Linked DNA regions of Lactuca sativa: all the other regions are linked to region 3. The links are chromatin contacts, called in public Hi-C maps. All regions are on one chromosome and are shown on one strand. The core of a region is the stretch at or near the end of the contact, and the rest is flanking DNA. Distances in the headings are between cores, read along the strand shown. Region 1 holds the start of LOC111900401 (remorin). Region 2 holds the start of LOC111900406 (probable LRR receptor-like serine/threonine-protein kinase At1g63430). Region 3 holds the start of LOC111900405.

The links. Hi-C and Micro-C count contacts between places; a contact is called where the count stands out from the background.
Region 1: a contact with region 3 is called in a Hi-C map of seed, with 10 times the contacts expected there. The contact joins the promoter of LOC111900401 here to the promoter of LOC111900405 in region 3. A contact is called at or near these places in 3 of 4 Hi-C or Micro-C datasets (leaf and seed).
Region 2: a Hi-C map of leaf shows a contact between it and region 3, with 5 times the contacts expected there. The contact joins the promoter of LOC111900406 here to the promoter of LOC111900405 in region 3. A contact is called at or near these places in 2 of 4 Hi-C or Micro-C datasets (leaf and seed).

The regions. Positions count from the first base shown.
Region 1 is chr6:10,003,938-10,007,672 of Lsat_Salinas_v11, reverse strand. It overlaps LOC111900401 (remorin), which reads left to right and starts at 2,131. Exons shown (of 4, transcript XM_023896290.3): 1 at 2,131-2,405; 2 at 2,830-2,917; 3 at 2,986-3,067; 4 at 3,163-3,398. The coding sequence starts at 2,288. The coding sequence ends at 3,363.
Region 2 is chr6:10,352,961-10,356,712 of Lsat_Salinas_v11, reverse strand. It overlaps LOC111900406 (probable LRR receptor-like serine/threonine-protein kinase At1g63430), which reads right to left and starts at 2,137. Exons shown (of 11, transcript XM_023896296.2): 1 at 1,401-2,137; 2 at 1,191-1,323; 3 at 1,046-1,117; 4 at 829-972; 5 at 543-743; 6 at 405-469; 7 at 1-322. The coding sequence starts at 1,485.
Region 3 is chr6:10,161,293-10,165,261 of Lsat_Salinas_v11, reverse strand. It overlaps LOC111900405, which reads right to left and starts at 1,955. Exons shown (of 8, transcript XM_023896295.3): 1 at 1,269-1,955; 2 at 789-989; 3 at 578-700; 4 at 417-454; 5 at 240-342; 6 at 1-152. The coding sequence starts at 1,346.

The DNA.
Region 1 (3,735 bases), core at 882-3,381, 160 kb after region 3:
TTTAGTCTCCGTGAATCTCAATTGTTCGTCGGTTTTCATTTTTCATTTCTATAAATTTGACCATATGAGCAATTCCAAAAATTCTCAAACAATCCCAGTAAGAAGATGGGTCGATAAATATGTAAATCGTTTTCAAACACAAATCCAACAATGAAACCTGAAATCAATTTTGATTCTTGATGAAATCAAACCAGAAAACTTTTGCGTATGGGACGGGTACTTTTAATAACAGTCCTTCAAAAATCCAAATCGAACCTTTAACAGATGACAACCGAAGTTGTAAGAGCTATGTTGGAGATGGCGAAACAGACGAGCAAAACCGCCATCGAAGTAGCACAAAAATGTTAACTTCTAACAGAATTTGAATCCCAGAGAAGAATAAAAGCGGAACTGAAAGTTGAACATGAAGCATGAGAAAGAAAAAAAAACTCATCATCACTTCAACCCAATCCAACATTCAGCACAGAATATACACAATCGAAGACATAAAAATCGCCATAGATTACTTCTCAAATACCCTAAAAATAAGTGAAGAAGGATATGAAGCTTGTCCAATTGTATGAAGCTTGTCCAATGTGGATATTGCTCTCACTTACTAAGCAAGATGAAGAATATAATGGCTTAACAATTGTATTAAGCACTTCAACGAATGATAAACGATTTCGTATGCACATAGAAAATAATGCAATAAAAAAAATAAGAATACAAATATACAATATGTGAGGTGTTTAAGTTGATCAGAGAATTTAAGTATGTCAACTAGCAAACAGAAGAAAGAGATTTTATTGATAGCTGTCTAATTACACCTTTTGCCGGGGGTTACACGAATTAACTAATAAAGGGTTCATTATAGAAACAAGTTACCCTAAAGTATGCGAATAAGACCAAATGTAGAAAATGACTGAAGAATTTGCCCCATGATGCATTTTGATACTGATGAAAAAACTAACATGTTGTATTTGATGTTCTAGTTTTTTTACTATTATTACCGAATATCAATAAAAAAAATTGTTAGGGTGAGATATTGTTGCATTTTTTTTGTATTTTATAAAATTAAAACTTCAAAAGTTCCGTTTTCTAATTTCTAAACATCTTTATTAATAGAAGTCGAACATATAATCATGACATTATCATAAACAGTGACCAAAGAAAGTTAAAAGTGGCACGGAATATTTTCACCTTTGTGCCATTTTTCTTGTTCATCATCTAAAAAAGTAAGGGGGATATTAAATATTTTTGACAACTACCTCCTACCTTCCCCTAAGATGTTGTTTCTTGAGAAATCGATTAAAGAAATGTAACATAATTAATCAACGAATGTTATAACCTTTTTTCTTTTTTATAAACAAGTGAAATTAAATCATGATTTTAATTTTCCTCTCATTTTAGTTCAAGACACACTACATCAATTTTTAAGATCATTTTAGTTTAAATATGTCTAAGAAAAAACCAGAATATTAAAATATATATTATTGGTTATTTTGTTTTTTATAGTTGTTGATTGAGTAAACTATAGCTTTAAATATAATAAGAGTAAAAAACATATATCAGACCTACTAGCCTACTAGGTATTAAAAAAAGGAGGACGTTAATAAAAAAAATGTTGATTAATCAAAGGTCCAGTTGATCGAAAAGTTAGGGCTAAATCAGAGACTTCTAAATGATATATTAAATAGTCTAAGTCTAACCAAATCAGTCTCTATGAATACCAGACATAGTAAAATACATATCAAACAACCTCTAAAAATGTAGATAACAATTTTTTTAGCTTACTTAAAAACATCAAAAGTAAATAAAAAGATGACATACATACTTGGCAACAATCAACATAATATATGCATATTTGAATATTTTTAATTGTAACGTATAAGTAAATCTAAATGGAAAAGTTGAATAACCACATTATTTGTTATGGTATGTTAAAAAAAACTTGCTTCCAAAATACACACGCTTTCTTTTAATGAATTGATTATGAATTAAAAATGTTGGAATATCTTGTTCATGCCAAATAAATTAATTTGTTGCGTAATAATTAAAGGTGTTTAATTTAGATATGGAAAAAGAAACATTGTAGTTTACAAACTTAGTAGGTAACGTTCCAACTGATTGTGATCTCTATGTACCATCTTTGCCACCACCCACTTCTACATTTACCAACCAAACCTACCACATACTTGTCTCTCTTTCTCCCATTTTTGTTTCAATCTTTGAAGCTTTTTTCAGGTTTTTATTATTGTTCATCACAAAATTAACAGGATCAAAGGATGGTGGAGGAAAACCAAGAACCATGAAAGATGTTGCTTCAGAAACCGAATCAACATCAACACCATCACCGGAACCCAAATCAAGTTCGGTTGCAACACCACCACCCAAGAAAACAAAGCCGCCTCATGGTGGTGACAAGAGTAAGCTTCTTGACACTCTCTTGTACAATTTTAACTGCTAGACAGAATTCGCGCTAACAGTGCGCGAATTCGGTCTAACATGTACATGTTATGTATTACAAACTCATACGAGTTTTGTGTAATCGGATAATTTATGAAAAAAATATGCGTTTTGCGCAACTTTGAACCCGTTTCATTTAGGCTATGTTTCTTGATTTTTTTTTTAAATAAAAGGTAAATAACACCATGTAAAACGGCTCATGTTATCCCCCTGGAGGTTAATCACGGAAAAATAACAATGTTTTGGGTGCCCCAGGGTTTGGTTTAAACCCTGGACAAGAATGAAATTTCACATCTTAACGAGTATGTATTGTTTATCATGTGAGACGCATTAGATATTATTTCTCCATTCGTAATTTATATATGTAATTATACCTTTTGTCAGATGTTGGACTTGAAGTAGTTGTCGCAGAGAAGAGAATGGCACTCATTAAAGCATGGGAAGAGAACGAAAAGACAAAGGCTGACAACAGGTACTTGTTGTCTATATATGTATGTTTATATACTACAAGGACATATGTGATAACATGTGTATGTGTAGGGCGTACACAAAAAAGTCAGAAATCGGAGCATGGGAAAATACTAAAAAAGCAATGATAGAAGCTAATCTTAAACAGATTGAGGTACATGTTTCGTATTGATCACTTGAAGAAAAAAAATAAAAAACACAAGGCATGCATATGTATATGTATGATGTGTATGTATGTAAATGGAGCAGGAAAACATAGAAATTGAGAAGGCAAAAAAGAGGGAGGAGATGAAGAATAGGATGGCTGGAGTACATAAAGAAGCAGAAGAAAAACGGGCAATGGTGGAAGAGAAAAGGGGCCAAGACATAATCAAGGCAGAGGAAGCTGCTGCAAAGTTTCGTGCTACAGGCACTCTTCCTACCAAGTTGTTTAAATGCTTTGGCTACTAATTTTTTTCCCACCATATAATATACATAATTACTTATACATGCATCAACTATCAACAAGTTTTACATCTTGTATGGTTTGTTTTATATATGGTTTTTTGTTCGCTAAACCTATATATATATATATATATATGGTTTATATCATACATATATTTATTATTTGTTGACTGCTTGTATAATAGAAGCTCTGGAATTCAACAGAATGCAGTTGATCACACATAATACATATTACAGAGAAAATATCCAAGGAATCAAAAGGATGATGCTTCATTGTTGAAACTTAAAATTCAACTTTAATCTCACCAAAATTTGATCAGTTGATGTGGTCCTAACATCTTATTAACTTCAGTTTAACTATTTAAAAGCGTTCATGGA
Region 2 (3,752 bases), core at 888-3,387, 190 kb before region 3:
AAATCTTCACATGCGATCTCAAGTTCTTGTCGATTATATCTTGTAACACCTTTTAACATATTGGAATCGATATGAATTGACATATCGTGTTTGTTGTTTGTGGATCTCTTTAATAGATTCAAAACTGAAGGTTTGCTTTTGCATCTTAAAACGAATGTGAGAAGAGCGATTAGAAAGAGAGAGGTGATTGAAACTCCAGTCATGACTTCCACAACTAAAAGCCAAACCGGTGGTTTTGAATGATGAATCTTGTAGTTGTCTTGTTCGGTTGGATGTAATCTTGATTTTCCGGCAATCTGGGCTGTTTCCGGTTGAGTGCCGCCTGTATTTAGAAAATAGGACACCTGAATTTTACAAGAATCTTTTTGAGTTTGATTACAGAAAGATGCGAACAATGAACATACCACATTTTTTATGGGTGCGTTGTTTGGTGTTGTTGGAATTCATACAGTTTCCCCGAAAGTTAATCCTGCAAAAATTCATGTTCATGATAACGAGGTGTAACTTGAGTTTTTTTTAGGAAAAGAGGAAGAAAATTTTACCTTGGAAGATGTTCTAAGCATTTGGGTATGGTTCCAATGAAGAAATTGTAGGAGAAATCTGCGACTTTTAATGAAGATGAATTACAAAAACCTGGAATTATCCCATGAAGTTTATTTCTATCCAATCGAAGCTCTTGAAGGTTTTGAAGATTTTGAAGCTCCAATGGCAATTTCCCAGTGAGTCCATTCGATTGTAGGTTTCTGAAATGAATTAGTTTTCAAAAGTAAACACAACATGTTTATTATTTGAAAACTGAAACAGCCAAACCCTAAAATTATGACTTACATTTGAACGATGCTGACTAAATTTCTAATTTCAGAAGGAATTGGACCAGAAAGCTGGTTTTTCCCCAAATCCAAGACTCTGAGGAACTTCAATGATCCAATTGACGTGGGTATCGGACCAATGAGTTTGTTTTCGTGTAAAATCCTACATGAATTACAACTTCTCGATGAGTCTTGGGTTATTCGAATGTGAAATAAGGTGTTGAGAGAAAGCATACAGTTCTTGTAAAGCGGAGAGCTGAAAGAGTTCTTCAGCGATGAATCCCTTTATCGAAGAACCAGAAATGTTACTGTAAATTGAAAATTTAGAACCCCAATTAGCTTCAATTACAACAAGAAGTGTTCGAAAAAAAAATGTCTTACAGTTTTGTAATTTGATTTCCAGAACATGTAACACCGAACCAGTTACAAGGATCTGAATCAAGGCTATTCCAGCTTGATAAAGCCAAAAACGGGTCTTCAAAGATAGATTCTTTGAACGAATTTAAAGCACGAACTGCAAGAATCAAGAACTGGGTTAAACAAATTGAGTGTTTTTTGTTAACGATAAAAATCAAAATTAAAACTGCAAACCTTCAATTGGTTGAACGGCGTCATAAGAGGGTAGAAAGAACCCTAAAGTAACACACAACAGTTGAAATAGAATCAATTGCTTCATGTTCGCTAGCTTTCTTAGTCTCTTTCTCTGTAGAACACTAAGAACTCATCAAAGTAGGAGTCTAGACGAAATTACAGAAACACCCATGGAATAAAGAGAGAAGAATCTTTTTACAAAGCAAAATCAAGAACACTAGGACAAAGGCTAAAGGGTAAAGGGTTCAAACCAAAGAATCTTTTGACAACAACCCAAGAAACGAAATCAATGAAAACATTAACTGAAAAGTTTAAAGCAGCGCCGCTTAGAAGAAAACTTGGATTCGAAGAGAAGTTTAGGTGGCAGAACTGCAGGAGACTTAAAGATTCTTTCTCCCTTTTCGGATAATGGTATTTGTGGAGACTGAAGAGGGAATGTTTTGTTACAGTTACTGATTGATGGGGAATTTATGGTTTAAATTCGTTTTTTTTTTCCTTTCTGGCGAATTTCCCCCAAAAGCGTGAAGAGAATCAAGTGGAGTGAAGTGGCGTTGGGACTTGGGTTTTTGAGTTTGGCAGATCACTTGCTAATCATTGTAGAAGATGGATGAATGGTAAATTGACACTGAATCAGGAGTTCGCTCTGAAACTATGATATCAATTTTAAAAAGGCTAAATCCCAAAAATGTCGAAAAAAAATAGGTCATAGTGTCATAGGATATTCACAATTTTTTGGTTTATCATGATTGTAATTTATGAAAAGTAAGTCCATATTCTAAAAAATCGATGCGACTTATCTTTGTGGTTTCGACAAGTTTCATGCATGATGTCTTAGACTATTAAACAAACTATTATTCTTTTCTTTTTTAAATGTTATTTTCTAATTTTTTTTTAATGTTATCTTTGTAGTGTTCAAATAATTTCAAAACCATTTGGAACATTTCATATAATTTTTTTTAATGTTATATCTATAAAGAAATATTAATAAATTATAAAGTTAATCATTAAAATTACCGAAATTGTTGAAGTTAACCGGAAAATAATCATCTTTAAAATTTTAACAAAAATGAATATGTTTGTAGCTAAATTAACAATTTTATTTATTGTTATTTAGCAAATATTATGTTTAATTATTTTATATAAACCTCTTTAAAAATCATATCATCGCAATGATCTTTTATAGTTGATTTGTATATAATTAAACTAAATAAATTTTTTATTTAGATTTATTTTTAATTATTGTATAGTTAATTTAAGTTTATTGCAGCAATCTGCAAAAGTTAAAAAATAAACAGACTTCTTATTATAGGTTGCAGCCGTCTGGTCCACCTTCTTGTACTGTAGAGGGTTACAGATTTGGTCCGTGTACATCAACAGTTTTCACTTCAAAAAAACAAATAACACATTGTTTTACATATTTTTATAAATGTTATTGAGCATAAGAACGTAATTTAATTTGTTTTCTTCAAATCATTCGAAATAAATTACTAAACAACATATTTTAAAAAAGAGCACATTTTAACATTAGATAAACTACTAAACATTTTTACTAAAAAAAGTTTTTATCAAGCAATCTCAAACACCTCCTCAGGCCTTGGTTATATATTGAGCACTTGACCTCGAACTAAATCTTAGTATTTTTATAAAATAAATAGAAAGCATTAAGTTTGAATGCTGTCATTTAAATTCGTATCCTGTATTATTAAAGTGAAGTACTGAACAAAAGTATTACCTTCTAAATAATGTTACATTATAATGAGGTCCTTCATGTCATATTTAATGCAGCCTCACCAGTCACCCTCGCCCATGTTTTCGCTTTGGAGGTTGTTATCTTGATATTAAATCCCTTCGGGTCACTCTCTCGTCTTTATTGCTTTGGGTTCATCGATATTTAGATCTTTTTTAAGATAGAAATAAATACTACATTATCTTTTGATAATGGCCTTTTTAGTCTTTTAAATTTGATATCTAGCTTATTTCCATTTTATCTGAACAAAAATGAAGATAATAATTTGTTACTATGACTTTATTTTGTTATCTACTCATTTTACTAATTTATTTACGAAGTATACTAGTATATCTGTAAGTCTAGGATCAAGTAAATTTATGGTTTTTTGAATAGCATATAACACATTTTAATAAACGTGTAAACAGTATGTAAATGGAATGTGGAGATTAACGTTCAATGACTTAGTAACAAGTTGTTTTAAAAGAAACATTGGAAATTTAAAGCTTCACTTGTCGCATACATACAAATTACAATCATACACCAACACCACCATCATCCAACAAGGATTTCGAACTGGGTTTTGTTTGTGGTGGGCTACCAATTGGACTTGGGAGTTTGGAAAG
Region 3 (3,969 bases), core at 706-3,205:
TCCCATTGTGATGCTCTCTCATGTTCATGTTCATGTTCTTCATGAATTGTTGCAGGTGGTGGTTGTTCATGATCAGAACCTGATAATGTGAGATCAGATCCACTGGATGTTCGATTATCTCTGTTAATGTTATCATTCAAAACCTCACAATCCTGTTAAAAAAAAGAGTGTGTTAAAAGTTTACGTTTTTGCCCTTTAGTAATTGTTTACAAAATGGTAAATGAAAAATGAGAACTTACTTCATTAGGATTGCTTTGAATGATTTCTTCTGTATTTCCATTGGTTAATTGAGCCCTTAAACTCCTATCTTCTCGGTTTGCATTTTCACTTTTATCAAAATCCCTGTAAATTTTGTGAGTTTTAAGTTAAATTGCAGGAAATATTGAAAGTAATACTAGTTGAAATATAGATTTTACCTTTGATCTAATGACTCCTGTACCCTTTGAATTGATACCTAAAAGAACACAACCATTAAACATGAAACACGTAAATCCTATTGGTCTTTTTGGCGATTATTCCTGAATGGATTGTAAAATACGTATGAATTAGAGAAAAGGGTAAAGTAGAAAGGGCTAACATGTAAAATAGCAGCACAGTTTGCATTTTTAAGAGGAAGAGATAAAGAAGAGGTCTTCGTAGTTTCAGCAAAACTTGCAAAATCAATTGAAACTTCACCAATTCCACTGGATTTTGAAGAGCCCTACAAAAAGAATAAAAAAAAAAATTAATCGTGTTTTTAAGTTGCTTAATTTTGGATTTTGCAAGGATGAATTTGAAAGAATGTATACCGTTGCAAGAGAAAAGTGATAGATTTTCTCATGAAATTTTCCATTTTTTGGATCTTGAACAAACTTCACAGTTTCACAATGTGGTTTTTCCCAATAACAATTTCCATCTTTGACTTTGGCTTTTTCTAATCTTGTTGTTGGTTTTCCTGTATCTGCTGGAATGATAGATATGATCAAAGTATCGCCTGCTAACTGTTTTAGCTGCATACAAGATCAATAATCCAAGTAAGAATCAAGAGATCGATTTACTAAATTTTACTAGTTTTAGAGATCGAGATGAAAAATGGGGTAAATTTCCGATATTTTGATTTATATATATTGTATAATTGCATTGGATGCCTATAAAAGCTCAAACCTTGAAAGTTTTCTCTTAGTCAATTCAACTTAACACAAAGTGTGCAATAATTCAATCAATCATTTCAATGTAAAGATTGACATGAATGGATTATTGGGAAACGTCTAAGATAAAAGGAGTATTACCTGAGTTACATGAAATTGCAATCTGAATACAGCTTTGATCTTGTTCTTCTCGCTCCTCCATCTCGCCGACTTGAACATTTTCTCTCCCCTCACCGTCTCTCTCTATAAATACATGTATACGAGCTTGTGTGTGAAATGCTTAATTCCACAATGTGGAACTCCAAAATTCAGAGTTCTCCTGAGCTAATTCAAGGAAATCTGCAACTTCATCGGAGCTCCGGCAAGCGGCCGGAAAATCATATACGAACATCCATTATCCTCAAGACAAACTCAATGCGAATTTGCAAATCCAGAGCTCAAACGCACTAATTAAGCTTCAAGAAGTGCAAATAAACTCTCAGTCAAAGATCTTACAACTTACCCATGTTAGTTGTTCCCAAATAATAAAAACCCAGATCAATTCCTGAAGATCATGCTCAACAAACACGTATCAGATCAACAGACATTACGGCATTGAGTGAATTGACAAAATGTGAGTGAATGTCGGAGGTGTTTAGTGAGAGAGGTATCTCTACGTTGTAGAACTCGTGAATGAATTTAAGAATGAGCTTCAAAGCTCACAAAGCAGGTAGAGTAGATCTAAAAAGTAGAGTCCCCTCAACTTCTCTCTCTTCTCTCTCTGTTTCTCTCTCTACAATCATTTTAAAGATTTATGTTATGTATTTGAGTAGTGTATCTACAGTTCGTTGGAGAGAAGCTTACTATTATATATTGTGGCTTAAAAAAAAACAATAAAGAAAAGAGGGGTTAGCTACAAAATAGAAAAAGTGTAAGGGAAGCTTCTCTTGGATTTTATATATTTAATTAATAATTGAGATTTGATAAAGAACCAAAAAGTGTACAGAATTTACAAATCACCCCCTACAATTCAACACAGTATTCAAATTTTATTTCAACTATGAAATATGTTACGTTTGGTCCTTAGTCATCAAGATAACATATTGAAGGCTCTTATAACATCAACAAAAACTAATCAATCATATATAAATAAAGAAGCTGAAAATAATTTATCACAATGTTTCTACCGTTAAAAATGGTATATCTTCTCAAAGAAAAGTACGATGATCATTTTATTATATTGTTTGTCGGATAAAATTACATCAAAGTAATAGTATTATTTTTCTTAGAACCGAAGGTTACTATATGTCTAGAATAAAAACCAGTATATTATATTGTTTGTCGATAATATTACATCAAAATAATAGTATTTCTTTTAGAACCAAAGGTTACTAAATGCCTAGGATAAAACCTAGGACATCCTTGTTAAATATACTGTTAGTGAGGCGGGCTAGCCTCAGCTTATATATATCAAAGTAATAATATTAAAATGACAAATTTTCTTTTGTTGAAAATGGTATATATTTTCTCAAGGAAATTCATAGTATTTGTTTAGACACATAAAAATTTATATATGTTTTCACTATTTACCAAATATCTAAAACATTTATCAGTTTAGTAAGCTTTTTATAAATAATATACTATTTATAAAAATCTGAAAATGTAAAATTATAAATTTAGTTCCATGACTTAAAGGAGACAGTAAAGGCTTCCATTCCTGGGCTGTAGTGTAAATGGTGGAACTAGAAGTGGCAAAAATTGACACGACACGAAACCCGACACGAACCCGACACGAAATAAATGGGTTTGGGTAAGATATTTCAACCCGTTTAAATAAACAGGTTGACACGACACGACACGAAAATTAAATGGGTAAGGTTAGGGTTGAGAATTTCAACTCGAATATGACTCGAAACTGACCCGTTTATTTATATGCAAGTTTTTTGAATTATTTAAATAAACTAGAAAAGATACAAAACCAAAAGCATAAGTAAAAGAAAAATTTTGTATTGGATTGCTTTGTAATGCTGAAATGACTTAGCCGTCTAGATCAAGATTTCATTTCAGTTTTTCCATTCTCTCCCAAACTACCCAGTCTCTTTCACCACTCTCACATCCTCATGACCTTGTCATCCGCCTCTCCAACTCCCACTCTTTTAATTTTGTAATCTAAACTTGCTATGGATTCATCTATTCTGCCTCAAAACAATTAGTTTTTCATTTCCGCCTACCAAACTCCTACTCTTTCAAGATGCTCAATCTTTTAAACTCACATGACACGACATATTTCAAGATATAACCCTAACCCGAAACCCGACACGAACTCGACACGAAAATAAACGGGTTGACACGACACGACACGTTAATTAAATGGGTCGGGTTAGGGTCAAACACTTTCAACCCGTTTAGTATTTCGACACGACACGAACCCGACACGACACGACACGATTGCCACCTCTAGGTGGAACAAGGGGCATTGAAGTCAAATAACCCAAATGGTATTAATTTTTTTTTTTTTTGGTATAATATACTAATACACTAATAAATTCGTAAATTGTATAAAAAGTTTTAAATGTGTATCATTTATATCAAAATCTAGCCAAAATTTTACCAAAAGAGTAAAATAACCATTATACAATCAATTTAATTTATATTTTCAAAAATAATATAAAATTTAAAATATTTTTGCAAAACTAAAAATCTTTTGAAGAAACATGGCACACAGCCCCATCCTCGGCTGTCGATCATCCCCACCAGGTCTCCCCCTTGCCCCTCTCCCTTGTCAACTCCTGCCCTTCCAAAGATATGGGTTGCATTGTTTTTGCACTATATATGTCTTTTAATAGAAATATTAATTAATATC